Linked DNA regions of Gasterosteus aculeatus: region 2 is linked to region 1. Evidence: chromatin contacts called from public Hi-C data. All regions are on one chromosome and are shown on one strand. The core of a region is the stretch at or near the end of the contact, and the rest is flanking DNA. Distances in the headings are between cores, read along the strand shown. Region 1 has its middle 24 kb from the start of samd11. Region 2 overlaps noc2l (NOC2-like nucleolar associated transcriptional repressor).

Region 1 (2,933 bases), core at 224-2,723:
GTGGACGATGCTGTCAACATGGCCCTCCACTACATCCTCCAGCCTCTGGACTCCCCAGGAACCTACGCCAGGATCCTGTTTGTGGACTTCAGCTCTGCTTTCAACATTATCATCCCCGCTGCAGGACAAACTCTCCCAGCTGCACGTGCCCGACTCCACCTGCAAGTGGATCACAGACTTCCTGTCTGACAGGAAGCAGCACGTGAAGCTGGGGAAACATGTCTCAGCCTCTCGGACCATCAGCACCGGTTCCCCCCAAGGCTGCGTTCTCTCCCCTCTGCTCTTCTCCCTGTACACCAACAGCTGCACCTCCAGCCACCAGTCCGTCAAGCTCCTGAAGTTTGCGGATGACACCACCCTCATTGGACTAATCTCTGGTGGGGACGAGTCCGCCTACAGGTGGGAGTCTGACCATCTGGTGTCGTGGTGCAGTCAGAACAACCTGGAGCTCAACGCTCTAAAGACAGTGGAGATGGTTGTGGATTTCCGGCGGAACAGAGCCCCACCCTCCCCCATCACCCTGTGTGACTCCCCCGTCACTATTGTGGATTCCTTCCGTTTCCTGGGCTCCATCATCACCCAGGACCTCAAGTGGGAGCTGAACATCAGCTCCATCACCAAGAAGGCTCATCAGAGGTTGTTCTTCCTGAGGCAGCTGAAGAAACTCAACCTGCCAAAGACGATGATGGTCCACTTCTACACGGCCATCATCGAGTCCATCCTCGGCTCCTCCATCACCGTCTGGTACGCTGCAGCCACAGCCAAGGACAAGGGCAGGCTTCAGCGGGTCATCCGCTCTGCAGAGAGGGTGATCGGCTGCAATCTGCCGTCCCTGCAGGACCTGTTCGCTTCCAGGTCTCTGAAGCGAGCTAAAAAGATCGCGGCCGACCCCTCCCACCCCGGACAAAAACTGTTTGTGCCCCTTCCATCTGGCCGGAGGCTGAGGTCCATCAGGACTACGACCTCCCGCCACACGAACAGTTTCTTCCCGTCGGCAGTCGGGCTCATCAACAGAGCCCGGTCCCCCACTGCCTGACCATAACACTCCACCGGTCACTCCCCCTCATACTGCACATGCCACTTTAACTGCAATTCATCACTTTGTCACTTGTCACTTTGTCTCTTGTCTGTTACTTGTTTGTTAGTGCACTTTATGCTTAATATTTTTCTTTTTAACTTTTTAATATTTAATTTTTTTTAACTTTATTCCCTTGTTTTATACTAACCCATAGCCTTAGCCTTATTCTACTAACCCATTGCATCAGCATTTCATTCCACTTTATTTTATTACTTGTGCACTGTTGTCTTGTCTGTCTACTGTCGCGCACTAACCGCCAAGACAAATTCCTTGATTGTTTGACATATTTTGGCTAATAAATGTTTCCTGATTCCTGATTCCTAAACAACTGCATATTTTACATTGAAAACTAACCGGAAGTGATCGGCGGTGACGTTGACTGTCAGCAACCAATCACGTGCTGCTCACCTGCCCGCGTCGCAAAGACAATCACAACAGGTGTAGACGGTCCGCGTATTAAACGTCACCAGGGGAATAAAACGATGAATTCCCCCCGTTTCGACGAACGGTGAGTTACTACACGAATAAAACTCAGAAGAAACATTTTGCTCAATTTAAACTAGAAGCGTTAGTTTGTCTCAATCGCCGAACGGTAAAAATCCCCAATCGACACACGAGCTAAACGAGGGCTTATTCTGAATGGCTTGTTCGCCTGCGTGATGATGAGGACTGAAAATTACACATGAAATCACGCCGCAGACACACAGATTATTATATTATATATAATGTTAACGTAAGAGGTTTAACAAACCTTTCACAACATTCTTAGGAAATGTTAACGGTAAATTAACATAAAACCTTACAGGATGTGTGAGTGTTGCTCTATTCGCATAGATATCCTGCTACTGTAGCTAACTGCTATTCACACAACACTTGGTATGATTACGATTCTAATTAAATAGATGATTAATAACACGGTTTTATAACATTTCTTGCCTCTCTGAGGAAAGGGGAAATAGCCCAGTTTATGGATGTTGGCTGCTGAATGATGGGCATTCTGCCTCCTAAAAACCTCCCAAATTTACGGCCACCTTTTTATTCCAGAGCGTGCAGTGTTTATTTAACTCCTTGAGTAATAACTTTAGTGTAAGGTTGTAAATATAATAAAGTCACATGTGAGTATAATCACCATGTTTACAGAGCCAAGTTGGTTCCATATCTTGTTTAGCATCTTTTGATGGACTTGGATGTTTAAATGATTGTGAGTGAGACCATATTTCATTACAGATCTTGTTTCTCCACAAATGTGCATCCACAGCCGACATGTCAATATTGGTAAAACATCTTCGTCATCCCATAATCTTTCTAATTTAATTTCAGTAACAAAACAAGAAAGTTTGTGCAGCTTTTTGCAAAACTATGAAACCTCTCTCTCTACCGTATGTTGTTCAGACGCTCCTTATCCTTCCTCATAAAATAGCAAACACTGGTCAGTCTAATGTTTTGGGAGTCTGAGAGAAAAGATGGAAAATGTTTTTCTCTAATCTAAGTTAGATGTATTTTCAGGCCAGTCTGTTTTAATTTCTATTGTTAGTGTCTATGACCCTTTAACCCTTTAAGTCCCTTAAGGATATCAGCACTTATATTGTGTTTTTCTACACATTTATTTATTATGTACAATAACTATTTTAACTTGTATTCACAATATCAACGGTCACATAATTCAAACAATTTTAAATAGTTGTGGTAGTTTCATATCAGATGAGATGTCCGCTTCTTTCCACAAGATGGCGCGCTAAGCAAATCTTATTTCATGTGTGTTTGTGCTTGTGACCATTCGGTGTAAACGAAAACCAGCAAACCCTCGTTTCAGGATCGCAGCGCACAGAAGGTGGTGCTAGTGGTTCATCATCTG
Region 2 (2,933 bases), core at 231-2,730, 76 kb after region 1:
AGTGTGGAAGTATTCCAGTATGAGGTCATACAGCTGGTCAATCAACCCGTCCTAAAATGCAACAGAATTGCAAGCAAAAGCCATCTTTAAGACATGCATAAAAAACTAGTTACTGAAAAGCACAGATGAGACACATTGCTGCTGTAGCAGTGACCATGAGTCCAAACCGAAGAAAAACCTCCATCCACATAAGAGCGTGAACAGTCAATGAAGGCTCCTAGACGTCGCTAGCACAGCATCCATTTGTGAAACAGCCGGTTATGTAACTCACAATTGTATCGTCAGTGCAGAACAAAATAACCTGCCTCCTCGAAAGACAAACCAGACATCAGACCGAATGATTGAATGTAGTGAAATTAAACGGCAATTCAATTACCAGGCTACATTAATGGGTCCAATACATATTCATGACGCCATAAAACATGCTGGACGTTGAAAAGATTGAATCAAATGTAACTGAATAACCGAGTGGCTGTCTTTGTTAAGCCCGATTTTGTCTAACACGGGTTCAGGTTCAGACGGATCGGTTCTTGTGTAGTCAGGTCTGCTACGCGACTACGAGGCAGCGGTTCGTGGCAGACGCCCAGGTGACGGCAGGGGAAATAGCCCAGGTGAGCAGAGTGTGAGGGATAATCCCAGAGGGCCGCGCTGCAATCCTCTCAATCCCCTAACGTACGGCGCTGAACACGCAGGGGAAGGGAACAACGGGGAAATCTCATTGTCTAAGAATTGAACCACTCGTTAACACCAACACAGACCAGGAGCACCGGTGGTGGATCAAACCTTATAGGCTTTCTCCGTCAGGTTGACGTTGCTCAGCTTCAGGGTGACTGCAAAGTTGATGGGTTTCTTGCTCATTCGCCCCGGTTTCTTGTTGAAGTCCACCTGCTGGAGCATCTGTAAAAAAGAAAATGTTTAGTTCAGACCCAAATATTTTCAGAGATGTTTGGTAGCACAGTGAAGTGCACAACGTAGCGCCAAACATAGCAACACGTTGCCCGACAACCGTAGTTCACGTTTGTGATTATTGGGTCTTTTAATCCTTGTTTGCCATCGCTCATTTGGTTTAAATTTCACAAAATAAATGTAAAGTATAAACTATCTTAGCGTCAATGTACATTTAAAAAAAGCTACATTTGCTTCTTCATTGGAAACCTCTTTTTCAAGGTTAACTTAAATGAACAACCACAGGTGAACTGTACGTTGAGGTGTTTTTCATGTGACAATCATTCTTGCAATGTTCATTTTACATCACAGTACGTCAAAGTAAATTTTAGCCACTGAGTGGGCTTTTGTCTACAAGCGTCAGCTTTCACATCTGCCCACGATGCGCAAGTGAATTTTGGTCTTGTGTTGGTACTTGTGTATCAGGCTATTTCTACCTCCCCGTATCTCAGTGCGTTTGTGTGTGTGGTCGTTACTGTGCTCAGTGTGCGAAGCAGAGCAACGCTCCTGGCCGGTGCTGTCTGTACAAACATAGGATGTGGTGGCGGTCTGCGGGGGAGCCAGAGGGAAGTGGGAAGGCATGGGCCAACCCGGGTGCATGCACGTATACACAGCGCGATGCACGCGCACACGCACAGCTAGTGAAGCAGGAAGCTCCAAATCATACACCCCCCATGGAGATGCGAGAACACACACAGGCACAGAGACACACACACAGGAGGAAAGGGCTGCTTCTACTGCTCTAATTAAAACAGTAGCAGCGTACCTCCGCCCGCCGTTAACTGTGCTTTAACAAGGGGAACAGTAAGGCAGAAAAGGCACAGGAAATATCGTGCGTCACAAATAAACACGGTTTGCTGTAGGGGGGGGGGGGCGGGGGGGGGCTCTGAGTATGCGTTCGGGGAGGGGGGGCATAAGCAGGGAGGATGTGGTCTGCACAGCGCGTTAGGACCAGCGTGTGAACCACAAACGAGCCTTTATTGCTTTGGTCAAACTGCCGCATGCACACACGCACACGCTTACAGAGAAAAGGAAAAAAGGACGAGCAATCCAGGCGGGCCGAGCTAGTCACTGTCGCCAGCCCCTCCGCTCTCTGGCACATGACAACACCGACCCACCGCACGCTTGCACACACTCGCTCACAGAAGACACACAAACCGCACGATCACCTGACCCGGAGAAAATGTTGTCAGTTGGTGACCCGTGATTGGTCTGATAAAAAGATGTCTCTCCCTCTCTCGCTCTCAGTTTTATCTTTTGATGCGTTTCCCCCTGAACTTCTTCAGTTGTGGCCGTTGAGACCAAAATCCATTCAGACGCCACTGGTGTTTTCCACAGCAAACCACTGACGGAACATTTCATCACATCTACTTTTTTATTGTTTCCGCTTGAGATGAAGACAACCAACTGACTAACTATTCTGCATAATTCAAACGCATTTGAGATCTCTCAGTTGAGTATAATGGTTAGAGAAACTATTTAAACGGCTGCAAACTTGACACAAGCTGTATTAATCCCATCAGTCCCTTCAGTTTATGCACTTTGACTAGTGGTTATTGGATATGACATGACGTCCTACCTCCAGGAGGAAGGGCAGCACAGGTACAAACGTGTTGGTGCTGCTGGACAGCAGGGTGAGGGCTCTGCAACAGTGCATCCTCAGTGGGTAGTATCTCGATGAGGGCACCAGTCTGTTCGGTAAAAGAAAACCGAGGTCAATGTCTCCACCTGCTGTTGGCAAATTGTACAGTGACACTCACCCGAAAAATCAGATCAGCGTTTTAAACAGAATATATGATATCAGACTTTGGGATGAAATCCCAAACGCTACTTGTGAATCAGAAATGATAATTGTGTTCAATACTATTCTTACATACACTTGTATTGAGTTATCAAGCAGTAGAGATAAAGATATGTACTCAGGGCTGTGTATTTCACAGTTGAAAAATAAACTCATGATTACATTGTTGTATTACCTAAAGTCAGCA

The links. A called contact is a pair of places that touch in the nucleus more often than the background predicts.
Region 2: a contact with region 1 is called in a Hi-C map of tail fin, with 6 times the contacts expected there. The contact joins two enhancer-like sites. A contact is called at or near these places in 6 of 6 Hi-C or Micro-C datasets (blood and trunk muscle, liver, skeletal muscle and 2 more).

What each region holds. Positions count from the first base shown.
Region 1 is chr2:12,194,343-12,197,275 of fGasAcu3.hap1.1, forward strand. No RefSeq gene overlaps it. Among protein-coding and RNA genes, the nearest start is that of samd11, 24 kb to the right of the region's middle. Within about 2 kb of position 1,474, at least 1 of the 9 cell types and tissues checked has open chromatin away from gene starts, as enhancers often do.
Region 2 is chr2:12,270,006-12,272,938 of fGasAcu3.hap1.1, forward strand. noc2l (NOC2-like nucleolar associated transcriptional repressor) reads right to left here. Exons shown (of 18, transcript XM_040192217.2): 11 at 2,525-2,636; 12 at 784-897; 13 at 1-51. Among protein-coding and RNA genes, the nearest start is that of noc2l, 7.9 kb to the right of the region's middle. Within about 2 kb of position 1,481, at least 6 of the 9 cell types and tissues checked have open chromatin away from gene starts, as enhancers often do.